Regions from separate parts of the Mus musculus genome. Here regions 1, 2 and 4 are each linked to region 3. Evidence: chromatin contacts called from public Hi-C and HiChIP or PLAC-seq data. All regions are on one chromosome and are shown on one strand. The core of a region is the stretch at or near the end of the contact, and the rest is flanking DNA. Distances in the headings are between cores, read along the strand shown.

Evidence for each region. A called contact is a pair of places that touch in the nucleus more often than the background predicts. HiChIP or PLAC-seq counts read pairs in DNA pulled down with a chosen protein or histone mark.
Region 1: a contact with region 3 is called in a BATF HiChIP or PLAC-seq map of CD8 T cells, with 6 read pairs. The contact joins two enhancer-like sites. A contact is called at or near these places in 1 of 15 datasets of contacts at CTCF or cohesin (the NIH/3T3 cell line), 3 of 484 Hi-C or Micro-C datasets (the Ba/F3 cell line, conventional dendritic cells and nephron progenitors) and 1 of 115 datasets of contacts at active chromatin or transcription factors (CD8 T cells).
Region 2: a contact with region 3 is called in a Hi-C map of bone marrow-derived macrophages, with 28 read pairs. The contact joins two enhancer-like sites. A contact is called at or near these places in 3 of 484 Hi-C or Micro-C datasets (bone marrow-derived macrophages, nephron progenitors and trophoblast stem cells) and 1 of 9 other capture datasets (embryonic stem cells).
Region 4: an H3K4me3 HiChIP or PLAC-seq map of bone marrow-derived macrophages shows a contact between it and region 3, with 8 times the contacts expected there. The contact joins the promoter of Vav3 here to the enhancer-like site in region 3. A contact is called at or near these places in 14 of 39 promoter capture datasets (the 3T3-L1 cell line, 3T3-L1-derived adipocytes, the HPC-7 cell line and 10 more), 1 of 15 datasets of contacts at CTCF or cohesin (CD8 T cells), 10 of 484 Hi-C or Micro-C datasets (Th2 cells, bone marrow-derived macrophages, cerebellar granule neurons and 6 more), 14 of 115 datasets of contacts at active chromatin or transcription factors (CD8 T cells, acute myeloid leukemia, bone marrow-derived macrophages and 8 more) and 3 of 9 other capture datasets (adipose tissue, embryonic stem cells and liver).

Annotation. Positions count from the first base shown.
Region 1 is chr3:109,383,084-109,385,783 of GRCm38.p6, forward strand. The region is part of intron 1 of Vav3 (vav 3 oncogene); the gene reads left to right. Among named protein-coding and RNA genes, the nearest start is that of Vav3, 44 kb to the left of the region's middle. Within about 2 kb of position 1,313, at least 10 of the 459 cell types and tissues checked have an H3K27ac peak or open chromatin away from gene starts, as enhancers often do. A contact at or near this core is called in CD8 T cells, where this site is marked.
Region 2 is chr3:109,418,208-109,420,907 of GRCm38.p6, forward strand. The region is part of intron 1 of Vav3 (vav 3 oncogene); the gene reads left to right. Among named protein-coding and RNA genes, the nearest start is that of Vav3, 79 kb to the left of the region's middle. Within about 2 kb of position 1,309, at least 5 of the 459 cell types and tissues checked have an H3K27ac peak or open chromatin away from gene starts, as enhancers often do. A contact at or near this core is called in bone marrow-derived macrophages, where this site is marked.
Region 3 is chr3:109,195,068-109,197,767 of GRCm38.p6, forward strand. No RefSeq gene overlaps it. Among named protein-coding and RNA genes, the nearest start is that of Slc25a24, 73 kb to the left of the region's middle. Within about 2 kb of position 1,309, at least 31 of the 459 cell types and tissues checked have an H3K27ac peak or open chromatin away from gene starts, as enhancers often do. A contact at or near this core is called in CD8 T cells, the HPC-7 cell line, Th2 cells and 1 more, where this site is marked.
Region 4 is chr3:109,339,415-109,342,114 of GRCm38.p6, forward strand. It overlaps Vav3 (vav 3 oncogene), which reads left to right and starts at 1,269. Exons shown (of 27, transcript NM_020505.2): 1 at 1,269-1,828. The coding sequence starts at 1,625.

The sequences.
Region 1 (2,700 bases), core at 63-2,562, 190 kb after region 3:
CTTTAACTACCTGATCCTTTGTAAAGAAAAAAACCTGAAACTATGTAGATTTGCTTATAGTAGTTAAGGCTTTGATAGTAAAAGTTAATTTCCCTCTCTGATAGGCTGTACTCATTTAATATTACTTGAATTTATTTTTTGAGCTTTTTGTGAAGTAACCTTTTCAATGGGTTATTTGAAGTAACATTTTAAAAATTACCTCATTTATAGCAATGGATACTGAATTATTAGCACTCTGTGTTATTCTGGAGAGTTATAGATGCTTGACTTGATGCTGTCTTTCTGACCTTCTAGACCAGGTCGGACACTCCCTCCTCAGTGCCCTTGGGATTCCTTTTTGCCATGTTTCCCCCTACAGTTGTAGTTTCTCATAGGCCATAGAGCATAAAGGCAGAAAGCCTTCCTACTTTTTCTTTTTGCCAATCCAAATTCCAGGACCGAGGAAATGGACAACATATAATGCCATGGGTGCTCTTCAGTGATGGATTGCATTGCATTTGATGCTCATTAAATATCAAAGACTTACTGCATTCCCGTGTATGCCAGGGACTGCGCCTTTGCATTTGCAATGAGAGAGCCCTTGCCCTTGGGAAGCTCATCAACTGGAACAATGTGTGGTGTAATTCTCCCTTGGTTAACATTTATATACTGCTGGAAGGTTCTGGAAGCTTCCTCTATATTTAGGCCTCAAAGGAAAAGCAGAAAAGGGAAGAAAACCTAACTATGAAGAAGGATGGTTTTACCTGATTGAGGACAAGACTGAAGAATGTGATTTAAAGTCACCCTGGTTTACACTGGAGGGGACCCGTTCCATCCTCCAAGTGGTTCATCTGAGACATCTGTGGCCTCAGCGATGTGGTGGTGTCAGACGTAGCCATGCCAAGCTCGGCTTAGGAGAAACTCAACCTCCTAATTCAGGGGTCTTTTCTGTTGCGTTATAACCAGGGCACTTAAGATTAGGAAATGAGCCGACTGCTGATTGAGATTTAGCATATCATGTAACCTTTCTCATCTGCCTCAGTTTCTGTTTCTTTGCGAGGATTTTATCACCGTCAAATGTTTCTGTGGTGGTATTTTGCTAAGTCCTTTAGATCTATCTAGGCACAGTTTCAGCTTGTTGGATGATGTTTAAGGAGTGTTTCTTGGTGTGTGCAGCCCCTGTGGTCTGAAGAGTTTATGCTTCTTTCCTCACTCGATATTGAAGATGGTCCTTGTTGGGTCTCCAGGAACACCGCTGCCTCTTCAGTGCTGGTGTCTAGCTCTGCTCTGCACTTCATACACTTTCTGTCAGTTACACTTGGAAACACCCCCTTCCTTTACTTTTTAATGTCTCACCTACACACTTAGCCCACAGTCACTTGTGGTTCTGTGCCTCGCTGCTGCTCCTGTGAGCTCATCTTCATGTCTCAGTTCCTGCTGAGACACTTCTCTGACAGAGCAAATACCAGGTCCCACCTTCCCTTTCTCTCCTCGAAGTGTCTAGCACTGTGTGATGGCCCGTGTCCTTGCTAAGTCAGTGTGGAGCATTTGGCTGAAGTAACTTGAATGATTGAGGTTGCGTTTGGTTGTTGTATCTCAGATCCCTTGTGTTTCACAAGTCATAGAGCACTGTGGAGAAGAACAACTGGAGGAGGTGAGACCCTTTCTCTTAGAGCAGAGACACCGGCCATTTGTGAGTAGGTGACAGGCTGCAGAACATTTTTATGCACGTGAGCTTTCTTCTCACACTCAAGTCATGGGAGTAGACTGTTTAATTCCTTCCACGGTGATAGCATCAGGACACAAATAATTTACCTGTCAATCACATCTTTGGAGATGGACCTAATGACACCTGATTTCTACCGGAAGGACTGGAGTCACAGGAGCTACCAGGCTGTGAACTCTAATGGGCTGGCCCAGTACCCAATAATGCATATTTCTCTCTCCTCCCTCTCTGTTTTGTGCCAGATGTCCACTGAATTGCTCTATGAGTATGCTTCTGTCTGGATCTGCTGGCACAATTGCCAAGTGTCTCTCTCATCTGCTGAGATTCCATTCCCAGTCAGCTACTTCCCCTCACCTATCATCTGTCACTTTTATGAGGAGTATATAAACAAGTAGACATTTACGTTTATTATGCAAAAATAGTCCAAAGGCCTAAACATCCTAAGAAGCCTAGGTGTGGCATTTAAACATTTTAATGGTACCTCTTTTCACTCCGCTGGAGGTTTCTGTGTATAGGTGGGTGAGTGTTGCCAGAGTGGAGCTAGAGCTCTCAAACATCCTTGTTTTGAGAAAGGCAGATCCTTTTGTGTACATATATACCAGCATTGTTGAAATTTCATGGAACAGAGCCTTGGAAATGTATTCAGTCCTCAGGTTGAATGAATTCTGTTCTGTTGGTGGCATAAATTGGCTTTTTTATTTCAGGTTGGGAACGCATTGCTTCAATTATCTGATCATAAATTAGAGCATGCAGATTTTGGTTTTGGTAAGCAGTGTGATTTCATTTCAGACTCTTAATTTTGTATACGCCCTGAACTCAGACATTTGAGGAGCATCAAACTGTGTGTTCAGACTTCGGCTGAGGCATATTCGGTGTCAGGATTTGATATCTGTGACCTTCTCACGTTTCCCCAGGGAACATTAGCTTGTGGAAGTCTTCCTAAACATTTCCTTTGCTTTTGGTTTATACATTCGGCTGCCAAGCCATTTTAAACA
Region 2 (2,700 bases), core at 59-2,558, 220 kb after region 3:
CCCAAGTCTAAGTGGATCAAGGAACTCCACATAAAACCAGAGACACTGAAACTTATAGAGGAGAAAGTGGAGAAAAGCCTCAAAGATATGGGCACAGGGGAAAATTCCTGAACAGAACAGCATTGGCTTGTGCTGTAAGATTGAGAATTAACAAATGGGACCTCATAAAATTGCAAAGCTTTTGTAAGGCAAAAGACACTGTCAATAAGACAAAAAGGCCACCAACAGATTGGGAAAGGATCTTCACCAATCCTAAATCAGATAGGGGACTAATATCCAATATACACAAATAACTCAAGAATCTGGACTCCAGAAAATCAAATAACCCTATTAAAAATGAGGTACAGAGCTAAACAAAGAATTTTCTTTTTCTTTTCTTTTTTTCTTTTTTTCCTTCCTTCCTTCCTTCCTTCCTTCCTTCCTTCCTTCCTTCCTTCCTTCCTTCCTTCCTTTCTTTCTTTCTTTCTTTCTGAGACAGTGTTTCTCTGTATAGCCCTGGGTGTCCTGGAACTCACTTTGTAGACCAGGCTGGCCTCGAACTCATAAATCTGCCTGCCTCTGCCTCCCAAGTGCTGGCATTAAAGGCATGCACCACCACCGCCCGGCTAAGAATTTTCAACTGAGGAATACCAAATGTCTGAGAAGCACCTGAAAAATGTTCAACATCCTTAATCATCAGGGAAATGCAAATCAAAACAACCCTGAGATTCCACCTCACACCAGTCAGAATTGCTAAGATCAAAAATTCAGGTGACAGCAGATGCTGTTGAGGATGTGGTGAAAGAGGAACACTCCTCCATTGCTGTTGGGATTGCAAGCTGGTACAACCACTCTGGAAATCAGTCTGGTGGTTCCTCAGAAAATTTAACATAGTACTACTGGAGGATCCTGCAATACCTCTCCTGGGCATATACCCAGAAGATATTCCAACTTGTAATAAGAACACAAGCTCCACTATGTTCATAATAGCCTTATTTATAATAGCCATAAGCTGGAAAGAACCCAGCTGTCCTTCAACAGAAGAATGGATACAGAAAATGTAGTACATTTACAGAATGGAGTACTAAGCAGCTATTAAAAACAATGAATTTATGATATTCTTAGGCAAATGGATGGATCTGAGGATATCATCCTGAGTGAGGTAACCCAATCACAAAAGAAGTCACTTGATATGCACTCACTGATAAGTGGATATTAGCTCAGAAAGTTAGAATACCCAAGATACAATTCACAAAACACATGAAACTCAAGAAGAAGGAAGTCCAAAGTGTGGATAATTTGTTCCTCCTATGACTGGGCACAAAATACCCATGGAAGGAGTTACATAGACAATGTGTGGAGCTGAGACGGAATGAAGGACCATCAAGAGACTGCCCTACCCAGGGATCCATCCCATAAACAGCCACCAAACCCAAACACTACTGCATATGCCAGCAAGATTTTGCTGACAGCACCTTGATGTAGCTATCTCTTTTGAGGCTATGCCCCTGCTTGGCAAATACAGAAGTGGATGCTCACAGTCACCTATTGGATGGAACACAGGGCCCCCAATGGAGGAGGTAAAGAAATTACTCAAGTAGTTGAAGGGGTCTGCAACCCTATAGGAGGAACAACAATATGAACTAACCAGTAACCCCAGAGCTCATATCTCTAGCTGCATATGTAGCAGAGAATGGCCTTGTGGAACATCAATGAGAGGAGAGGCCCTTGGCCTTGCGAAGATTATATGCCCCAGTACAGGGGAATGCCAGGGCCAGGAAGTGGGAGTGGGTGGGCTGGCGAGCATGGAATGGCGAGGGTATAGGGAACTTTTGGGATAGCATTTGAAATGTAAATGAATAAAATATCTAATAAAATTGTTTTTGAAAAAAATTAAAAATAAATTGCTTTGGAAACCACTGGAGTAGATCTTAGCTTGGGTGAAAACGTTATAAAAAGAGATTGAGGTTGGAATGGTAGAAATTTGAATAGCTAATAGGCATTAATTGCTAATTCTCTTTAAAATCAAGTCTGAAAATAATATGAGAAGTGGTTTTTTTATGTGTCCTGATGTTATTGGTACACAGGGGAACATTCTAACCTCTAAGAGACACATGCTGAGTGATTTAGGAGGGAATACCCCTGTCTGCACCCTCCTTTTCACAGCACAGACAGAATGTTTTTTGCGGTAACGGCCATGCACACGAAAGCACACACAGAGCTGTTGTGAGTGTGGAATAGGTGGAAGTACACGGTGTAGGTATATTATTCTTTCAGCCTTTGTGCTGGATTTCTTAAACTGGAAACTGAATAGAATCAAAGGAGTGAATACGTGAAGGAGCAGGGTGTCTGGTGGGCTCAGCTGTGTTTGGGACCTCCATAATGATGCCACAGCCCCCTTCCTCTGTCCCTCCACTCTGCTCCTGTTTTTGCCCACAGCAGAACACTTGGGAGTCCAGAGTGCATGCAGAGCCTAGTGCTTTCAGCCAAATTTTGAAGCACTATGAAGATCTCCCAGGAGTATTACTAGAAACGCTTAAAGCAGAGCCTTTTAGCTTTTCCAGTATCTATGATATTGCAGGCATTCAAAAACAGTTGGCTAAAACCAGGTATTAAACAGAGTAATCAGGCTAGTGAATTGCTGGAAAAGCAAGAGCACACGAGTGACTTTGTTGGGATCCAGCAAACACTTGTGGATCGGAATAGAATTGAACTTGCGAA
Region 3 (2,700 bases), core at 59-2,558:
CCAATTTTTTGTGTCCACCAAAGTCGACCTAGTTTGGATGAAAGGATCACATTCTTTTAAATATTTGATGGTTTAAACACACTGTCACGGGTTCATTTAAGGTCAACAGAGACCATGTTCATAATTTTTCCATGCTAAGAACTTCTCTGATCATAGCAAAGGAAAAACTAAGGGTGCCCTGGTCATTTGTCTAAGTGACATGGACTTATCTTTGTTCCTTCTTTTCCTTACCATATAATGCAAGAAGTGGATATCAGAAACCTTGTTTCCTAAGTTCCTACGTCAGCCAACTACTTGGTTTGCTAGTGGGAGGCACTGGAGGAAAATCCAGGTAAATCTTTAATATTGGAAGTGATGGGGACAAGTGTAGTACAGCAGGAGTTGTACCACACTAGTTGACTAGTCTGAGGCTTTCTCTCTGCCCCTCCAGTTGTCCTCAGGGTTACTTTCCAAGTTCCATTTGAGTGAGTCTTTTGGTGGTGTTGAGTATTTGTCAACTTTAAAAAAAAAAGATGAAGGACAATTTTATTAGCTTTTAGAAGAGAAAAACTCCTGCAAGGCAGGCAAATTGTACATCTTCCAGGAAGATGGGAATGGAGGACAGAAGAAAAGAAATCTATTTAAGTGGACATGGAGGTCAGACACATGGCAGACAAGCAGCCACATGATGGGAGGGGAAACTTCAGAGAAAGAAGAAAGAGCCAAAGTACTAAAGAAAGCATCCCGAGGTTCCGGTCAGTGTCTGGAAGAGAGTCAGAAGCATTTTAGGTTGTTGGCTTGGGTTTTCAGGGTGAGTTTGGAAGTTTCGGTAACTCCACCTCACTGCCATCACTCCCCTTGAGGAAGTCCTTGGAGAGACCTCGCATTTTCTTTGTGAGATCCTGGGTCATAAAGTTTGGGTGAATTTAGACTGTGATCCTCAGAGGCTGTGAAATCTCAGGAGAGAGGCTAGATTTCCTCTTTGTGCCAATGCCAGGTACAGGCACACGGTCTCTTTCTGCAGAGAAGGAGGCATTTGTTCCTCATCTTCTTTATTCTGAGCCTGGTTGAGATTTCCCTTGTGTGCAGGTCTCTCTGTGTGATTCTCTGTGTTTTGAAGGATCTGGGGTTTGCTTTCCTTTCCTGGGCATTGTGAGTTTTACACTCTTTGCCTCCAGGGCATTGCAAACTTCCTGCAGGGTTTGGTCTCTGCTTCCCTTGGCAGGTTCTTGTTCTCAGCTCAGACTTGAACTTCCTTTGTACCATCTCTGGGATGGATTCATAGCAGTTCTTTAGAACTGCATGTTTCATTTTGCGTTTTAGATGATTCATTTGGGAAGGTTGTTTAAGGTGACTAATGCTGAGATGACACACGGAAACCCACATCTCATTTCCCTTTTTATAGTAGAAGAAATAAAACACACTCAGAAAACAGTATTCATTTAAAAATGCACAACTGTACCAAACTGATGTGGGAAATAGATAAGATGCTTAGTTATAGATAACTAGGTTGTCATGATTACTAGCTAGTAACAAGGAACTGGCTATACTTATCCTTTTGCATTAAGTTTCTCAGTTCACCTTGGTTGTTGTGATGTAAGAAGACATGTTTAAGGAATCGAAATAAAATTGGCTGGAAATCCCATCATTTCTTGTGCCCCCTCAGCTTCTTTTCTGTTCTTATATTGCTTCCCCACAAAACTCTCACTCCTATGTAGATCAGTAGACTTCTCTTTACTTCACTTCTTGCCTATCCTGAATTCATCTAATTGTTCACCGTAACTAAGGGAAATTAAGACATAATAAACATAAGATTATTTCTAGATCTCACCACCTAGTTTTGCAAATCGTTATCTTTCTCCTCCCTCTTCTCCTCTCCATGTGATCTTTGGTGATGATAAATGTGATCAGGCAGAAAGAGTATGGATCTAGTGTCTACACTGGGCTACAACTTTGGTGAAAAGAACCAGAAATACCAAATGTTTATCAGTTTGGCTTTTCTGTAACACTTTTAGTGGATATTTTTAGTATATATTCAAGGACTTTTTTTGACAGAAAAAAAAATCATTGAAAGGCTTCTAGAGCATTATGGATCCACTGAATCTTTTCATAATTTTCTTTGAAACGGGGTCAAAATAACACTTGTGATACAATCTATACCATCAGGTTATGTGGCTACTTTCATCCAGTGAAAATCTGTGGTTTAAGTGGGGTGATTTTATAATATTTTATCGATTAACCATTCTTTACTAGCAATTCGTTTAGTCATGCCATCAATAAACCATTTTTTTTACACCATTGTTAAAACTACAACATTTCCTTTTGCTTTGAAGAAATTCAAGTTTTGAAGACTATCAGAATCTTGCGTTTAGAATATTAGTTGCCTCACAGGCAGCTTAGGTACCAGGCATGTTTAGATGATGTGGTGTGACTTGGATGCTGAGTGAAGTGCCCTGCGGGGAGCAAGCAGAGGTACTTTAGCACAGGGGACTCTGGGTGTCCTAGTTTTGTTTCCTTTTGCTGTGATAAAACACTCTGACTAAAGCAACTTGGAGGAGTAAGTATTTTAGCTCACAATTCCAGCTAAAAGTTCATCAAAGGGGAGAAGTCACAATTCCAGGTAACAGTTCATCACGATGGCAGGAAGCTGAACCAGACAGTCATATCCACAGTCAAGAGCAGAGGGACGGTGAATGCATGCACACTTGTCCTTAGCTTGCT
Region 4 (2,700 bases), core at 19-2,518, 140 kb after region 3:
ACATTGTGCTATTGATGGACTCCACAGTGTGCACAGAGGAAGTTGCTGGGGACGGATGCATGCGAGGAAAGGAAATCCTTAGGCTGATTTATTATTGTTTAAGGCTGGTTGTGTACACAGCAGGCCACGCTTGCTACAGTCACGCATAAAAGAAGCGAACTTCTGTCCCAACAGATCATGTACTTTTTAAAAGTTACGTTTTGTCCTGTTTATAAAATCAATAAGATCCACAATCGAAAATTTGAGCTACAAATATCTAATGAAACAGCAGCAGCAGCAGCAGCAGCAGCAGCAGCAGCAGCAACAACAGATATAAAATCCCACCAAACTAGATTTCAATTAAAAAAAAAAAAAGACTAGCGAAGAGGGCATTTACAGGGAGTTGTCAGAGTTCAGTGAAATAATATATTACTACAAAAAGCTTATACACCCTTTTCGGCTTTGTAGGGCAGTGGGAATAAAAAAGACAGGGAGAACCTTGCCTCAGTATGACAGAGTTGACATGTGTGGGTGTGTGTGGGGGGGAACTTTCCAATTTTCCCCAGGGTTCTCCAAATATGCTGACCCAGTCTCTCAGTGTCTCGGTACTGAAGCGATTTGAGCTCAAACCTGGTGGCAAGTCACTGACGCATGCGCGCTCTTGCCTCTGTGTCACCGGCCAGTTTTCTTTTTTTCTCAGGCAGGATTTTGAAGATCAGCAAAAGGCGCTGGACTGCTTTAGTGAACAGTTCCAAGCCTGGGAGATATGCAAAACCTACTTCTTTCCCTCTACCTAGGCTGAAGCTGCAATTGTCCCCACGTCACGCACTTTCAAGGTGTCAAAACATTCTCAGAAGAAACTGACTTTCAGGAAGGGGCTGAGGATGGACCTGGAGGAGGCGGGACCAGGGGCCGATCACAAACTTTCCATGCTGCGTTCTCCAGCTGCGCGTAGTGCACATCTCATTTCTCCAGGCTCCCTGTGTCCCAGTTAAGCCTTGGCTCCTCTGAGACCCTCTTAATTTAAATCGCATTCATTGTTCAGGGTGTCCCCGGGGACACCCCTGCGAATCTCAGTGTTCAGCCACACTTCCTAGGAAGCCGCGCCGATGGGCTAATCCCTGGACGCCCCGGGGTTGTGCAAGCTCCACTCATCCGAGGGTTCACGGGCGGGCGGGGGCGCCGGGATCCCCTTTGTGGCCGCCGCCCCAACTCGGCCCGCTCCTCCCCCCAGCCGCCCCGCCCTCAGCCCCGGACCCCCAGCCAGGGCGGCGGGCACGCTCGCACCCGCGCCTCCGGGGACTCGCGGACCGCACAGACCGGCCAGGCGCGCTGGGCATGCTCAGTCGCGGGGCGCCAGGCTCGCCAGTCGGAAGCCAGTGCTCAGCGGAGCCGGCCGGGGCGCACCGAGAGCGCGCGGCACTCGCTGCTGCAGCGGCGGCCGGGCCGCGGCGCATCCGGGCGGGGACCCGAGGCGAGTCCCACGCGGCGTCCCCGAGCCGCCGGCAGCGGCGCCCGCTCCAGAAAGGCAAAGCGAACCAGGGGCCATCAGCGCGACTGGCGTCGGCGGGGCTCTGACGCTCCGCGGCGGCCACCTCAGAGTCGCTGCCCGCCCCGGCCGGGCCGGGTCCGGGAGCCGTCGGACATGGAGCCGTGGAAGCAGTGCGCTCAGTGGCTCATCCACAGCAAGGTGCTGCCCCCCAACCATCGGGTGACCTGGGACTCGGCGCAGGTGTTCGACCTGGCGCAGACCCTTCGCGATGGAGTCCTGCTCTGCCAGCTGCTCAACAACCTGCGGCCACACTCCATCAATCTGAAGGAGATCAACCTGAGGCCCCAGATGTCCCAGGTATGGAGGCCACCCCGCGACCCCGCTGCCCGTCAGAGGCTCCCATTAATCATCCGGATAATTTCTTTGTGTAAATGCAAACATCTAGGTGCGCTCCGCTTTGCCCTGCCTCTCAGTTCTCAGCTTGGGGGCTTTTCCTCACTTGCCTTGAAATGACTTAGCTTCTAAGCAGAACTAATAAAGCCTTGCGTCGGGAGATGGTGTATGGAATCCTAAAGGTTTCTGGGAGGCGGGAAGAAATAAGTTATCCTAGGGCGCGTTTCACCTTTCTGCCCCCCCCCCCCGTGTGTGTGTGTGTGTGTGTGTGTGTGTGTGATAACAAAGAGGGAGTCGGCTCTAAAATAACAATGAGAAGGGATGAGATGAAGCGGTGGGGTTAATTTTGCTTTGACTTATTTTTTGCTTTCATTTGGTCCTCACGTTCTGGAAAGAGGAACTGTGCCATAGATGAGGACTCTAGGAAGTGGAGGGCGTTTGGTACCGTTATCTGCTCAGAGGAAATAAACCAAGAGGGACACAGAGAGCCTTCCTGAAGTTCCCCACCCCGCCCCCTAAGCCCGTGGCCTGTTAGCAAACTGGAAGGTTGTGTTTATAGCTTGTCTGAAAACGTAAGGGGAGCCAGCCCAGCCTCCCTCACCGGTGGCAGGAAGTGAGAAGTTTTGCTGGAGACTCTGCTTTTTTTCATTGGGTCTTGCGATCAGGTAGCTTGGAGGCACTTGGGCTTCTGTGGCCTTAGCTTGGAGATACCTCTTTGAGGGTTCTGATTAAAATCCAGTCCTGGAAGGCACAGAAAGCAGTGGGTTCCTCAGAGACAGCTCAAAAAGCCACATGCAGCCCAGTGCTGCTTATTTTTTGGGCCGGTCGGAAAGTTT